Regions from separate parts of the Mus musculus genome. Here region 2 is linked to region 1. A link is a contact called in public promoter capture Hi-C data. All regions are on one chromosome and are shown on one strand. The core of a region is the stretch at or near the end of the contact, and the rest is flanking DNA. Distances in the headings are between cores, read along the strand shown. Region 1 overlaps Sorbs2 (sorbin and SH3 domain containing 2). Region 2 overlaps Sorbs2 (sorbin and SH3 domain containing 2).

Region 1 (7,642 bases), core at 2,580-5,079:
TTGCTGTGAGCCACCTCCCCTGCTCAACAGCTCCTCTCTCAGCTGGTGGAGACGTCTTCACCTCGCACTCCTGCGGAGTGAAGTATCCCAGGTCGTGGCAGGGAGTCTTTCTGCAGTTAACTAAACAAGCTGGCCCTCCAGCCTTTGAAGATCCACGTGCTACAGAAGCCGAACATCTTCATTCAAGTAAAATCTAAGTGGACACACACACACACACAAATCTAAGTGGGGAAGCCAATCTTTGCGGTGTGTTAATGCTTCGGGAACTGTGAGATGGTTCAGGAACTGTGCACTCAGACGGAAGGCTTTCTCAATTCAACTATTGATGGTTACTGCTGTGTGCTTTGTGGATTGGAGCTGTTGAGTTTTCTCTGATGATCCGTCCCCCACCCCCACCCCCGCCCACAGTTGGGACTTCTTGGAAATGCTGTTTTACTTTAAGTGGCCCACAAAGTGCACTCACCTACTGAAGCACGGACACTCATTGACCATGAATACTTGTTATTCAGGTTCTGCTGGTCTGTGATAAACACAAGCCCAGAAGGCCAGCCAGCACAGCATGCCAGGACCTCACAGGGTTTCTTGCGTATTATTTAAAATATGTTTCTCTCTGCTCTGCAAATCAGTTATATACAAGCCATCATTTTTTTCCCTAAATAAAACAAATTGTTCTTCTGAGCTAGCAAGTATAAGACCTACCGAATGGAATAGTTCAAAATGTTCGAAATCACGCTTCTTTTGCCGGGCAGAACCATTCAATATATTATCTCCCCAGACTCTCAGGGACAGGGGAATTACAAAGATCTGACAAAATCAGCTCATTTATTTAGCTAACGTGTTTTGAGTTCTGCAAAGGGCTGGGTACAGAAATCAGGTGAAATAACATTAAAATTGAAAATGACAAGATTTCCATAAGACCCATCCTTATATATGGAGTCATGTCTTGCATTACTAAACTCCCTTATTTATAGATTGAGAAGAGATTAGAACACTGCCCATCCATGGATTATTATAATGACCACATGCTGAGAGCATGCTCACAAAACGTCATGTGCACCATCTCATCCCTGTGCCTGCTGCGCATCTCCTCTACCCAAGAGTATCCACATACTCATCAGCACCATTATCGCTTCTGCTGCCTTAGAAACCCACGAAGGAGGTATTTACTGAAGGGGGTTTATGTTGGTAAAGGAGCAGGGTCAGGAAAACTGGGCAGGGAGGAAAGCAAACTTCTGATGAGGCCTTCATTAAAATAACTTAGCTTGTTTCTCTGATGAAACTGACAAAAGGAGGAAGAGTCTCTATTGGCCAATGAGAAGTTCATCATGGTGGAGAGCCATGGTAGGAGGAACATGGCAGCTGGTCACATTATATCCATTGTCAGGTAGGAGGGAGGGAGAGGGAGGGGGCGGGGGAGACAGAGATAGAGGGGGAGAAGACAGAGAGAGACAGAGGGGGGAGAGGCGGGGAAGGCAGGGAGGGAGGAGAGAGAGAGAGAGAGAGAGAGAGAGAGAGAGAGAGAGAGAGAGAGAGAGAGAAGGAGACAGAGAGAGACAATGAGAGAGAGATTATGCTGGTGCTATAGACCACATTTTGAATGGTTCCTCCCTACTTCAATTAACTTAATTCAGATGTGCTCTCATTGAGTTACCAGGGGCTTGTCTCCTAGGTGGTTCTAGATAGCATCAAGCTAACAATAGTAACCTCACGGTTTTAACAGAGGCAGTTAGGGGGCTGAGATGACCCTTCCAGTTGGTCCCAAGTCCCCATGCAATTGGATAAGTAAACCCCTTGTTCTGAAGGGAAGATATGGGGGCTGGAAGTATCCATTAATGTCATAAATACACTCTGGGCCTTGGCACACCATGAGGCAGTTCTTAAAGGCACATAATCATTTTATTTCCTTTCCATATCATAAGAAGAAAGAAAAGACACCATTGTCATGATAGGAAGCTCCAAATTATACCTGACCCTTGAAGGACCTCAAGAGGCCTTGAGTCTACGCTCCGCTGAAGTGGTCCAGAGGCACGGGCCGTACAGTGATGCCCTCAAACTCTCCCATCTCCATACTAATTGCACTCTAGCTTCCATTCTGTGTATTAAATGAGAGATTCCCAGGGAAGGAGAAGCTCAATTGGTTAAAGTGCCACCTTGTGATTGAGCTCTCTGCAGCAACTCTCACGCATGATCCAGCCCCAACTTGGCTGACCAATCCCTGTAAAGATGTACTCTCTGCATCTTTAACCTGCTGCAGCTGAATCTACTTTCTCAGTGTGGTTTTTACCTTTGTTCCCATTGATGTGCGATGAAAGGACACAGACAAGGATTGCTCTGTCACCCATATTAAAACAGTCCTTTATTTTGAAATGTGCACAGGTCCCACAACTTGACTCTGATTTGTAATGTATCCAAACCAGTACATGTCCTTGCTCCTTGGACTATCTCTGTTCTTAAATTGTGACAATCATGCCGTGGGCTTTCTAACCCATGCAGGAAGGATTTGGCAACTATCTTTCATGCTCTTGGGCCTCTTTCTCTAGATGGTTTCATGCTAAAACCCTAATATGTAACTGTAACCTCTTTGTATGAAGAGCATGATGTGGCTGAGAAACCAAAGCTTAAGCCAAACCTGTTGTAATCATTCTTTAATACAGTGAACTTGTTTTTTTCAGTGCTAGTGAAGGCGTCCACGCAGACGTATGTACAACTCACTTTTGTCTCTGATCATAAATATTGAGATCTTAGTAGAGACCATCTTTGTAAAAGGATTTTTCTCAAGTGCTACTAAAGTGATCATGCGAGTGCACACACACACACACACACACACACACACACACACACACACACACACACTTAATAAAAATATTGGCCAGAATGACACAAAACTTTGAGGAAAGGAATTTTAAAGTAAAAAGAAATTGATATGAGCACATGGGGGAGTGAATTAGATGCTTGGATAAAGCAGACAGAGAGAGTTCTGCTCACCCAGTGAAAGAGAGATGAGATGTTTTATAAGACACACTGTCGTTTTTTGGTGTGCAGTATTTATAAAATGTGAACACCTACTCAAAGCTTATGCATTGCCTTAAAATAGCCCTGAAGATACATCATAAAGAATATCAGCTGTCTTTCATTATCAGCCAATGATCTAGTCAATTCATGGCTCCATACAAGTCAGAATTGTGTTTCCACTCAACTTTTAAACAGATTAAAACAAATAATCTGATTTTCAGACTCATATCTCCGGTGGAAATGACTTCATTGATCTGACTGGGAGGAGAATGAGGAGGGCAACATTCCTACATTGTTTGTCTTTGAGTTCAAGATCAAATGTCAGATTTCCTTCATTTTCTCAAGGGTTGTCAGCCCCAGCTCTGACGGAGTTTTAAGAGTCACCATGGTAATTAGAAATCATTTGATTATGTCCACATCGGCCATTTTTTTTTCATATTAAGGCTCACCCCTTCATTCTCCACATTCCTTTCTACTTCCTTGGTGATCACTGCTCATCCAGATGTAGCAGATTGAAAGATATTTAAGAAAACGACGAGATAAATCAGACAGTATTTTGCTTGTCCATCCAGATGCTTCTGGGTCATAATTTAGAGAAAAAGTCACTATGTGACTTATTAGAAATTACCCAGTAAGAATATCTATACAATACCTATGCAGAAGAAAGAGAGCTAGCACACATACAGTACTTTCAGGGTGATGCAAGTTTTTTGTTTGCTTTCGTGTTTTGTTTTGCTTGGCTAGTGCTTTATCAATGAGCTACATCTCTAGCCCCTGGGTTTTTGAGACAGGATCTCATTGTACCCTGGAATGTGCTATGTAACCCAGGCTGACCTTGAACTTGTAGTCTTCCCAGTGCAACCTTCCTAAGGCTATGATTATAGGTGCCTATGTGCTGTGGCCTCCTTGAATAGACACAGTTTTAACCAAATAGCTCTACACTTGCCTACCACTTGACTTAAGACAGCAATCACAGAAGTTAGGAAGGAAGCAGGTGATTACACATCTCCATAAGCATTGAAGAACTTGAGGCAGTGTCTTTAATGTGTTAAATAAAGATCTCCTTTTGATCTCTAAAGTGTAACCCAGTCTGACTTAGGGTCTGGCTTCTCAGGAAAAAGGAAAAGTGCCTGAAGCATAAAGGTGAAAGTCTCAGGCCTGGTTTCTCACTGGTACTAACCTGCTTTGAAGGTCTAATGTGACTGTCTTAGCTAGCCACCGTTCACGGGGTTGCATGGTTAATTATTTATTTTTCTCGCTGGTCTCCTCGGATTCTTTTCTTATCAAGTTGCTCGGTCTGAACTCCAAACAAACAACCTCCCTGGGGAAGTGAGTGCTTTTACCAAACTGGGTTTTTGTGACATTGGCTGAACAGCTTTTTTTTTTTCCCTGTTCATTCTCTCATGGTCTCTCTTGTTCTCAGTAACCAGGAGTAGGTCAGGGATCACTGCTGTTGCTGTGTGGGTGTTTGCGGTTTATTGGGCCCTGCTTCTTTTTGATATTTTTTTAGCTTACTGTTTAAATCTCCTACTTCTTTTAAGAGCCATTGTGACTCTCCACTCCTTAGAACCTTTCAGATTTCACTTGATAAAGAAGCCTCTTTGTTCTGTCCCCCAAGGTTTTCTGCTGTTTGAGGATTTGGATCTCTGCCTCTGAAATGGGCTTAGCACACTCATCTCGACCTTGAGTGATTTCATAATTAAAAACAATTAGACAGCCAAGTTGGTATTTTGGGCTTTTCTCTTCTTTCCTCTCAAGACTCCCACAGGAGCAGATTGCTCTGGCCAAATGTGGCAGAAGAAGAGTGAGTAGGTGGGGGAGGGGTGGCAGTGGAGGGGAGTCAGTCCAGCAGTGACTCCATTTCTTCACTAACTTTCAGTCTGAGTTCTAAATAAAGTCTATCACTCTCAAGCTCTTATCTCTTAAAGGTCTTGGACAGTATATCTATGCAGGCTATTTCAAATCATTTTGGGAATAAAAGAGATTCTAGAAATAAAATAGAAGATGATGGCACTCACATGGGTCAAGCAACTTGTCTGATGTTGAGTCAAGAGTCTTCTCGCTTTCTTCATATGGCGAGCCAATTGCTCACCATATAAAGGACCCAATTGAGAACTTAAGAACTGACCACAAGAGTCACCAAGATAGTACCTACCTTCAAGGGAGTGGAGGAAGCCAGAGTGGATGAAGTCCTGAGTGGGTGTGACTTGTTAACCCAGATGCAGTCACGTTAAAGACTAATGCCTCAGTACCATGAGTGTGTGTGGTAGTTTGAATATGCTTGGCTCAGGCAGTGGCACTCTTAGGAGATGTGGCCTTGTTGGAGTAGGTATGGCCTTATTAGAAGAAGTATGTCACTGTGGGGTGGGCTTTGAGACCCTCTTCCTAGCCACATGGGAGTCTGTCTTTTCTTAGCAGCTTTCAGATGAAGTTGTAGAACTCTCAGCTCATCCTACACCATGCCTTGATGATAATGGACTGAACCTCTGAACCTGTAACCCAGCTCCAACTAGTTGTTATCCTTTATAAGAGTTGCCATGGTAGTCAAGGTGTCTCTTTGCAGCAGTGTAACCCTAAGACAGCTTTGCAAAGTCTCTCTCAGTGGAAGCTCAGAGGGATGGAAGTCTTTCTCTGGGAAGTATGAGTGTGAATTCTGACAGTCTGTAGAAAACACTCACTATTAATGAGATTTTGTCTTTTGTTTGTATTATAATGCTAAATACTGCCCCCCCCCCAAGGACTGATTGCCCCCAGGGGTAATCGAGTCTGCTGGTACCCAAGTGACATATCCAGTGACCTGTCCTCTAATTATCCCTGGTTGGTGAATAAAGATGTCTACAGCCTATAGCCAGACAGAATTGAGATAGGCAGGGTCTGGGGAGAACCATGAGAGGAGAGAGAAAAAGGTGGAGAGAGGAGGAAGCCACCATGGTGTAGGTAAGCCTCATGAGGGCTAGTCAAATGGAGTTAAGAACTGTCCAGATGGAACATGGCAAAGTAGGAAATGAGGTTAATGATGGGGAAATAGATTTTAACAACATAGAGGGCAGATATCTTCCCAGCTATGGTGCTGATTAAGGCTTATTGTAAATATAGAAGTTGTGTGTCCTTTATCTGGGAACTGAATGATCAAAAGCCGGTGGAAGCCTTAACTGAGATGAAATAATTTTGACAACACACCAGAGCTTTCTCCCCCAGACAAATGTTTATGGCCTGAAGACAGCTTCCCTGGAAAGGCTGCACTAACCCAGGTTAGCTAAATATCCCTCCTTGATTCAGCTGTGTGCAGTAACCCCACATCCCTGTTCAACTGTATAAAATAAATACTTTGGGCTTCTGGAGGCTGTGACTTCTCCATCTGAGATCCCAGATTTTCTGTGTCCATGTTTCTGTCTGTCCATGCATTTGTCTTTTCTTTGTTCTCTCATTGTTCCAATCAAGTAGAGTCTCTGGAACTGTGCAAGGACTTGGCACCCACCCTCAAGGAATGGTAGTCTAGACTAGAACATGATACTCTTGAGTCCCCTCTCCACTCATTCTGTGATACCGCTAGTGTTTTTAAAAGTCTATTTCTTGAGCTTGGCACAGTGGCCTCCCCTGTAATCCTAGCACTCTGGAGGCTGAGCTAGGAGAATTGTGGGTTCAAAGGCAGGCTGGACTATACAGCAACATCCTGTTCCAATGCAGGAAAGAAAACAAATAGGGCAACACACTCCATGTTTTTCTAACTAGGGCCAAGTGGAGTCAGACTGAAGTTGGCAAGGCCTCAACTCTCGCATTTCTACATTAGCATCAAGAGCAGTGCCTTGCTAACACAATGGCCGATTAAATAATTCCCTCAAAAAGAAGACGTCACCACGGCGTTAAGCATACAACAATGGCTCAATACATGCTGTGATTATCACCCATGTTCTCTGTTCATAAATATACCCTACCCTGTCATGAAAAAGAAAAAAATGGATACATTTAAAACTTATGAATATTTGTTCTCTTCATATTAACTCTTTGCAATGTGTTCACTTAAGACTTGCTAGTTTCTATCAAATGCACCATTTTAGATGCAGTTACTCCTTTATTCACAATCCAGGAAGGTAGTGAGACTTCAAACTCATAGAAATGCTGTATGCATCTACATATGCATACGTGATAATGAACATATTATACATATATTATATATGCCTATGTTACATATACGTGTACTGTATTCTTAAATTTTAGGATGTGCCTTTGCTTAAGAGACGCACACTCTGTGTATATAAATAGTTAAAGCAGCAATTCACCCAGATCAACTCTAGTGAAATGATCATCCTGTTCCATTTACCTAGTTCGCCTCTGCCCATTTTGGATGCTTATAGATGAAGTTACTCCCACATATTTTGCTTTAGAAGCTTTAAAAAAATGGATTTATGGCAAATTAGAGGAAGAGTGTATATGGCAAAGCCGCAATTCATTTTGGTTTTTGTATATTAAAACACCATTCAAGAAGAGTTGGTGACACAGAATTATTCCATTTCTTAATTTCATTTTATTTTTGTGCCTTTGTCTTATATTTATCCCAAACTTAGATTGGTCTTATTTGTCTAGGTGTGGCTACCTTTGCAGAAGACTGACCCAGAAGCACGTTTGCTTA
Region 2 (7,642 bases), core at 2,282-4,781, 77 kb before region 1:
CAATGCAAGCATGCTCACCAGCATGGTTTTTTCTACTGTCTCACTGTTAAGCTAACATTCTAAAACTCCAGCTTAGCATTTCAAGTATAGTGTGATTAAAATACCCTTGCTGTGGGCTGCTTTTGGAAATACCCACTTCACCCTAGCTTCTAAGCATGGTCACTGGAGAGAGATAACCCAAGTAAGGGCCTGGCATTGATGCTAGCCCACCGTTTTCTCCATTTTCTCTAATTATGTCTGCTTTAAAAGCAACACTTCTCTCACTTAAGAGGAGTGAGAAGGAAGGTAGATTTCCCAATGATTGTTCTAGCTGGCAACTGGCCTTAGAATTTCCACAGCCTTCAGGTTTCAGGTTTGGAACTTAAAACAGCCGCTGACAAAAGAACTGTATTGACCCAAGTCTGACCTTTGACTTCTCCCCCAAACTGATGGAGAGAAGATGACAGTGGAGGCTGGTAGCCCACCTGGAGCCCAGGGTCACACATCTTTCCTCAGTCAATGTCAAGAGTGCACACCTTGGCTTTCCCTGGACTGCCTAGGCTGTTTAAGAAGGGCTGTGGTAATATAGGAGCAGTTGAAAGGACTTTAGATTCAATTTAGAAATGGAGAAAAGAGGGACTCTGTCACACTCATACCCCATAACACATGACAACACTCTAGACAAAACATCAATGTCCTAGAAGACGAAAAGCTTGCAGCTGTGTTGATTCTGATATAAGGAGAGAGACCCTGTGTATGTGGCCAAACATGGGTGAAGATCTAACACCTTTGCGGGGAGTTAACATTTTATTTTCCCCACCGACAGAGCAACATTTCTAAAAAATCAACCTCTATCCACTAGACTCATGCTCAGCTCGTAGGAAAACAGAACACAGGTTAACAGTGCAGCACCCTCTGTCCAGTCAACAAGCCTGCCTGTACTCCTCTTGGTGTACAGAAACAGTCTGTGTTGAGCCTTGAGGAGACACAAGTCCGGTTGTTTACTAATCCTGAGCAGGTTACCTGGCTCCCCAGTGAGCTCCGTGAACATGGGTTTAAGCTCCATTCTACACTGAGATAAGAGGCACTGGAAAAAGAAAATGACAGGCTGAAGGAAGGAAACCGAGGCATGTTCTTGTGGTCTCCATGTTGTCTCCATCCCCAGCATCTACCTATGCTTGTCCTTGGCTCAGAGAGGGATGCTCAGGTGCAGTATTAGGAGCAAAGACTGTGCTGAGCTGGATGAATGCATCATCCACATTTGTGGGCTGGGTATACTGATATTCTTAGGTTCACTGTCTTATGTCCTTAGCGCCACTGAGATACTTTTACTAACATACATATTTTATTTCTTCCCAGCACCACAAGCCCCAAAAGTTCGGGATGCCAAGGTTCCTCATGAGAGCAACACTCTCTCTGAAGAGATGCACATGGGTCAGAGCATAGGAGCCTGACCAACTCTCTCTAAAAAAGAAATTTAAAGCAGTAAGTAGTGTATGTGTGTGTTATATTTGTGTGTTGTGTGTGTGTATTTGTGTGTTGTGTGTGTGTATTTGTATATGTATGTGTGTATATGGTGTGTATATTTGTGTGTAAGTGTGTGGCATATATGCATATATGTGTAGTGTATGTATGTGTGTGGTATATATGTATATATGTGTGTTTGCATGTATGTAAGTATATATGTGTGTGTATGTGTATAGTGTAAGTATATATGTGTATGAATGTGTCTATGTATGTGTGGTATGTGTATGTATGTGTGTGCATGTGTTTATGTAAATGAATGTGTTGCTAACCTTCAAGGGCTATTCAAATATTTTTGGCACATTAGCTGGTTTTGATTCTCTCTCTCCATGCCATGTGTTTCATTTTGATGCAGAGCCGATGACAGGAGTTTAGTTCATTTAACCAATTCCTATGAGCCATGGGACTCAGCCCATCCCAGCCAAGGGATTTTCCTTCTCCCATAGCAGAGAAAGCAAAACAGTCTGGGAGGTTTTGCAAATGGACAAGTTTAGAAATAGTTCTAAGATTCTGCCTTGCCAAATGCTTCATTAAAAAAACAAAACAAAACTGTTTCCTTTCTACTTCATGCCAAAAAATGTCACCCCCTAAATATATTTTTCCCATATCTGGCCGCATGTCCAGGATTTTTTTTTCTTTTCCAAGAATAAATAATTTTTTCTGGGTTATAAAAATGTCACTTGCTCTATCAGATTAAACACATCTTTATATAGAAAAGGCATTTGAAACATCCCATCAGTGGGCCTAAGGAGGAATTCTTGCTTAGGACAATTTTGTGAATTCAGATGAAATGACAAGTTTTGAATTCCATGCAAGACTCTCAATGGGAATTTCTGGCTTCTTACCTAATGCTTCTTCCTACTTTGCCTCGCTGTGTCCTTTTACTAGAAAGCATGAAAGGAGAATTAATTTCTGTCTTTGAGCATAGCAATACCTGGGCTAGGGTCCTGATGCAAGGTTCTTCTCTGAGCTCCATTTTCTAAGTGCATAGTTGGGAGGGTTCAGCTGCCAGAGTTTCAAGAACCCTAGCTTTTAATAAGTGTGAACTTGCAAATTAGCCGTCAAGTTTAATAGAAAGTGCATAAAGCCGCCTAGAGCCGACCTGAATCCATTTCTCCCCTGGTGCCCTATCGATTCTGTTTTGAGGTGAAGCAGGGAGCACTAGAAAACAGGGAAGCATAGGAGTTGCTTAAGTATTTTCTGTTTTACCAGCTCAGTTTGCTAATTGCATTTGCAAAGTCAAACCGCTGAGTAAGGAGTCAGGAGTCTTGAATGTTGGAAACAGGGCAAAGTGGAAAGATGCTTGAAAGAGCAGCAATATTTATACCTTGAAGTGTGCTAAATATTCATGGGGAAATAAACCTAACGCATTCTATCTCCTAAAGTTTAACACTCCTTCCTTTTGGATGATGAACTACCCTCACCAAGCCCACTGCAGACAAAAAGACTTCTAAGTTGCAATAGGTTATTACCAGTTAGCAGGTTAATTTTTAGTTACTGTTGTTCTGTTGGTGTGTGGAGGGGTGTGTGTTTAAGGGTGGGAGGAAAGTTTCTAGTTCATTACACATGATTCCTTTAAAATATTCTCTCTTGAAAGTTCTTACTACCCTCCCCTTTTAAGCCTAAAACTGCTGGTCTATTGTATTTAGAGAGCCCATAAAGATGAGAAATACAAACATCTCTGAAACTGCATGGCAATCTGTTTTTGAAATGCCACACAGCTGTTTCCGGCAAACCAAGCATCTCTCAAAAATTGGTGATCTATTGAGAAACAAGAGGACGTGACAAGTTTTTCTGCTGTCTCCACTCCCCTGCCATCCTGCCAGAAGTCCTACCAATAACCTTAACATCTGCCTCTCATCTTACTCTGACGCAGCCCTTCCCCCCCCCTGCCATGCATAGGAAATAATTAAGCATTTACATTATGGAAATTATGAAGCAGCTCAAGACACTTACACTTACGTCCTGACGAGCCAGGTCTCCCATGACAAAAATGATAAAAATCCAACTCACTAAGTGTGCCTCCTAGGAACAGCAAATCAGCACGGTGATGTACCGAGTCCGAAATAACAGCCTTCATCTGTTCCAACTGGTTTAGTGCCGGTGCTATAAAAAATAAATGATGGAAACCCGGAGCTGCAGACGAAACACAAGTCCTCTGTGCGTGTCTTATGTGGCAAGGAAGCAGAAAGAAGAAGTGTGGTCCTGTCAATTCATCAGAGGGGGCTTGTCCCATGCTGACAGGTGGCTATACATATGCTGTCAGGGCATTCATTACTGTGGGCACAGGGCAATGCTTGGTTCAGTTTTCATAAATGGCAGGAAGTTAAACACATGCATGCCTGCTAGAATTCCTCTGGTGTAGAAACATGACCCTATGGGATGTCACTGCAGAGTGGGCAAGCTGGGTTCTTTATGGTGTTTGTGGGTTTTCTTTATTGCCTTTGCCAAAGGGTAATTTTCAGCACCAGGATGTCCTGTGACATAAAGAAAGCTAGAGAGTGGTGCAGTAAAGACTGGAAGGTCACTCAGTCTGTGCTACGGCAAGCAGTGATGCTAAGTGTATAACAGCAGCTTGGACAAGAACCAACTGCAAATACTGATGTTTTGGCTTATGCTACGAGCCCATGATGCACAGAGACTGCGTGAAAGCTACAAAGCTGACACTGTGGTGTTCCATGCATAGATATAACAATGTTCGTGATCCTATGTATGAGAAATACAAGACAAAGTCATCAAGACAACACCATGTTAGGGGCCGAGGATGTGGGTTTAGTTGGTACAGTGCTCGGCATGCAGAATGAAGAAGACCTGAAGTCCAATTCTCAGTATCCATGTATGAAGCCAGGCATGGCTGCGAAGCATCTATAATCCCTGCATGGGAGACAGACAAAGGAGGATCCCTAGAGCTTTCCAGCCAGCGAATCGAACCTAATTGGTGAGTTCCAGGCTCAGGGAGGGATCTTGCCTCAAAAAGCAAAGTGGAGACTCAATTGAGGAAGACATCCAGTGTTGACTTGCAGCCTTTATATGCACATGCATGATGCAGTCCTACACACACACACACACACACACACACACACACACACACACACACACACTTGAAATCTCTAGCATTCTGTAGGAAAACCTTAAGGCTCTTTTGTTCCTTTGTGCCTCTCATACTTTAAACAGAAGCCACGCCTGAGACTGGCCTTTCCTCTCACCTTTCATTCTGTTCTTTAGTTTGTGGTCTTCTTTGGACACAGCATCAAATAAACTGAGAATATGGTTCTGTTTTCAGTATCTGTTTTAATTACAAGCCACAAATCACATCCTGGCCAGTTGACAGGAGCAAACCCAGCTTGGCCTTCCTGGTAATTACTAAGATGTGCATCTCCTTCACGGTACTCTGTGCTCCAGTTGATCCTGGTCTGTATCTAGTTGTCTTTCATCTTGCTTTTCAGACCCCTTGTGCCTGGGCAGCCTTTTCTCCTTCCTGAGTCACAGGCTTGTTCCAATTTTTCTTAGCTTGCCTTCCTTGGTTTCTCAGCTTCTTTACTTTATTTCCAGTTTAACTTGTTCCACTGGCTTGTTTTTCTGTTAATATTTGGCGAAGACAACGATGCCTAGTCCTCTGAGACCTCGTCCTGGGTCAAACAGTTTTTGTATAGAATTTAAACAACACCAAGGATCTTCTTTTTCAAGCCAGTTGACTAGCATTTTTATGGCTACTCAATTTCTAAGATAGGCAGGAAATAAAAACCAACTGACCAACCAAGCAACCAACTGATAGCAACAACAACAACAACACCAACACAAAACATAAACAACACACCATGAGCATGACTGTGTGTCTGACCTGGCTTGGAACTCTGCTATTCATTGGCCACTTGGCACAACGATAGTATAGATCTTGTACATTGCTTTCCCATTCAATCATTGACCATGGATCCCTTTAGTATTCATTGAATCCTTAAATAATTTCCAAGCAAAAAGGACAAGAAAACTAAGGTCTGTGTACACATACAGTTTACTTTAGGGAATCATATAATATCATCCATCAAACCTGCATACCATAGTGCCTCAAATGTGGAAAATTCTCAAGAGCATTTTAGTTAGCAGCACAGCTATAAAAATAAACGCTTAGCCCACGATTTAACTGGATTAGGCTAAAATAATAAATAAAGACTGGGGTTGAAGCAATGACATTGTTTAGCCTGAAAACACGAAGACTTCTGTTCAAATGCCCAGCATCCACATAAAAAGCATGTGGGGAAGAATGTGCCTGTAATCCCAGAGACATGAGACAGAGACGGGAGGGTTCCCACTTGGTGGCCAGCCACTCTAGCCAGTGTGTTGGATCCAGGTTCAGTGAGACACCCTGTCTCAACAGAGTGATGGAGAGGTCTTATATGTGCTGACCCCACTTCTGTACTCCCAAGTGTGCATGCATGGGCGTGAACACCATTCCCACACTCCCACAAAACATAAAATCTGCTATAGTAAAACAGAGAGTAAATAAACGGAGTCTGGGGAAGAGGAATTATTTTTTGTGCAGGACTGATAGATACTAAGTAGACTCTGAGTATCTCCTAAGCCTTAATCCATACTAGTCTATGTGTTGTTGCATGCCCTAGAATATAGAAATTAAACCTGTCTGGCGACTCTGCACACCTGTACAGTCTCAGCATCATTGGCTGGCATCTCTTTAACAGATGAGCATTGAGCCCTTTGGCCCTGGCTCTAAGAGCTCAGTTTCCCAAAGAGACATCTTGTTTACACTCATCTACCAAAGTAACCTAGATCTGAACTTCAGATCAGAAAGATGGCAGGATGGAGGTTCTCCGTGCTCCTCTTTATTGGGTACACTGTCATCTTCGGGTTATGTTGTCTTTTCTCAGTGTTTCATGACATCCTAGTTATGTAGGCTAGTCTTGCAACTTGCAGCTTAGAGGAAATTTGTCATTGGTAATGAATTTGACCTCACTGCACACTAGAGACTGTAGGATCTTTTTCAGCCACCTCTCTACCCATTGCAAAACCATTTCCTTAGTAATAGCTCAACTGGGGATCAAGCTTTGGTTTGACTTGGGTTTTTCAAGGATTTCCCAACTAACTTCCCAATAGATAACAAGTATGACCAAACCAGATAATCCCTTACATGTTACAACACAGTGGGGTATTGCATTTGTCTATCCCACAATGAACATCCCCTTTTGGTGTTGAGTATGAAACCATACATATAAAAATTGTATGCAATGATTTATTTCCTCCATTATGTATAATCACAGTATCTTATAACTCTGTTTGTAGCTTCCAAAACAAATGAATCTATATGTTATTTTCTATGGCTGACCCTTGAAGATTTTATGCTGGACAAGGTTTGGGTGTCCATGTACAGTTGGAGAACTCAAGCTTTGCAATGTAGATTTCCCCCTTTTCCCCTTAATGTTGTTATGCTATTTCTTTTACTTTTTAAAACTTCATGAAATCAAACACTGTTTTAATTATATAATTATACTGTTATACTGTGACCACATGAGGGATATAAGATATTGCATTCATATGGAACTTAAAATTGCTGTAAGTCCAATGTAGCCCTTCCCAGATTCCTTAAAGTGACTGGTAGTTTTTAAATCTAGCTTTGTTTTATTACATTGGTAGAGTATCAGTCCACAGTTCATTATTGGGATTGAAATAAACCATTTGCTATTGCCTATTCTGTGTTACTAAACAAAACCTGTGGTTTTGGATTGAGATAGGAGAGACTTGATAAATTGTCATTGCTAAAGTCATCATTCTCTTTAGCTCAAACCAATCAAGGAAGTCTTGTCACCTTGAAACCTCTGCAAACAAGTGATCGTGGCAGTAAGCCTACTATACTGAAATGATTTTTAACTGTTAGAATCCCAGGATGAACACATGTTACAAATTCAGTAACATTCTACCCACTGGCAGCATGGACCTGTTATAGGAAAAACCACAACAACAACACAACAAGCTTGATGCTATGGTCAATGGCCATTATATGCTAAAGGCTGCTAAAATCAATTCCTAACATTAAGACTTCTCTACACTGTGAAGTAAGGTTTTCTTCTTAACCACTGGCAGCATGCTCTGGTTATTTGTATTTGGGAATAAGAACTCAGAGAGGAGA

Evidence for each region. Capture Hi-C pulls out chosen DNA fragments and counts their contacts.
Region 2: a promoter capture Hi-C map of pancreatic islet shows a contact between it and region 1. The contact joins two enhancer-like sites. A contact is called at or near these places in 5 of 484 Hi-C or Micro-C datasets (3T3-L1-derived adipocytes, Sertoli cells, cerebral cortex and 2 more) and 3 of 9 other capture datasets (adipose tissue, liver and pancreatic islet).

The regions. Positions count from the first base shown.
Region 1 is chr8:45,607,683-45,615,324 of GRCm38.p6, reverse strand. The region is part of intron 1 of Sorbs2 (sorbin and SH3 domain containing 2); the gene reads right to left. Among named protein-coding and RNA genes, the nearest start is that of Gm16351, 6.6 kb to the right of the region's middle. Within about 2 kb of position 3,829, at least 45 of the 459 cell types and tissues checked have an H3K27ac peak or open chromatin away from gene starts, as enhancers often do. A contact at or near this core is called in pancreatic islet, where this site is marked.
Region 2 is chr8:45,684,265-45,691,906 of GRCm38.p6, reverse strand. All of the region lies in intron 2 of Sorbs2 (sorbin and SH3 domain containing 2), which reads right to left. Among named protein-coding and RNA genes, the nearest start is that of Gm30635, 9.1 kb to the right of the region's middle. Within about 2 kb of position 3,531, at least 21 of the 459 cell types and tissues checked have an H3K27ac peak or open chromatin away from gene starts, as enhancers often do. A contact at or near this core is called in pancreatic islet, where this site is marked.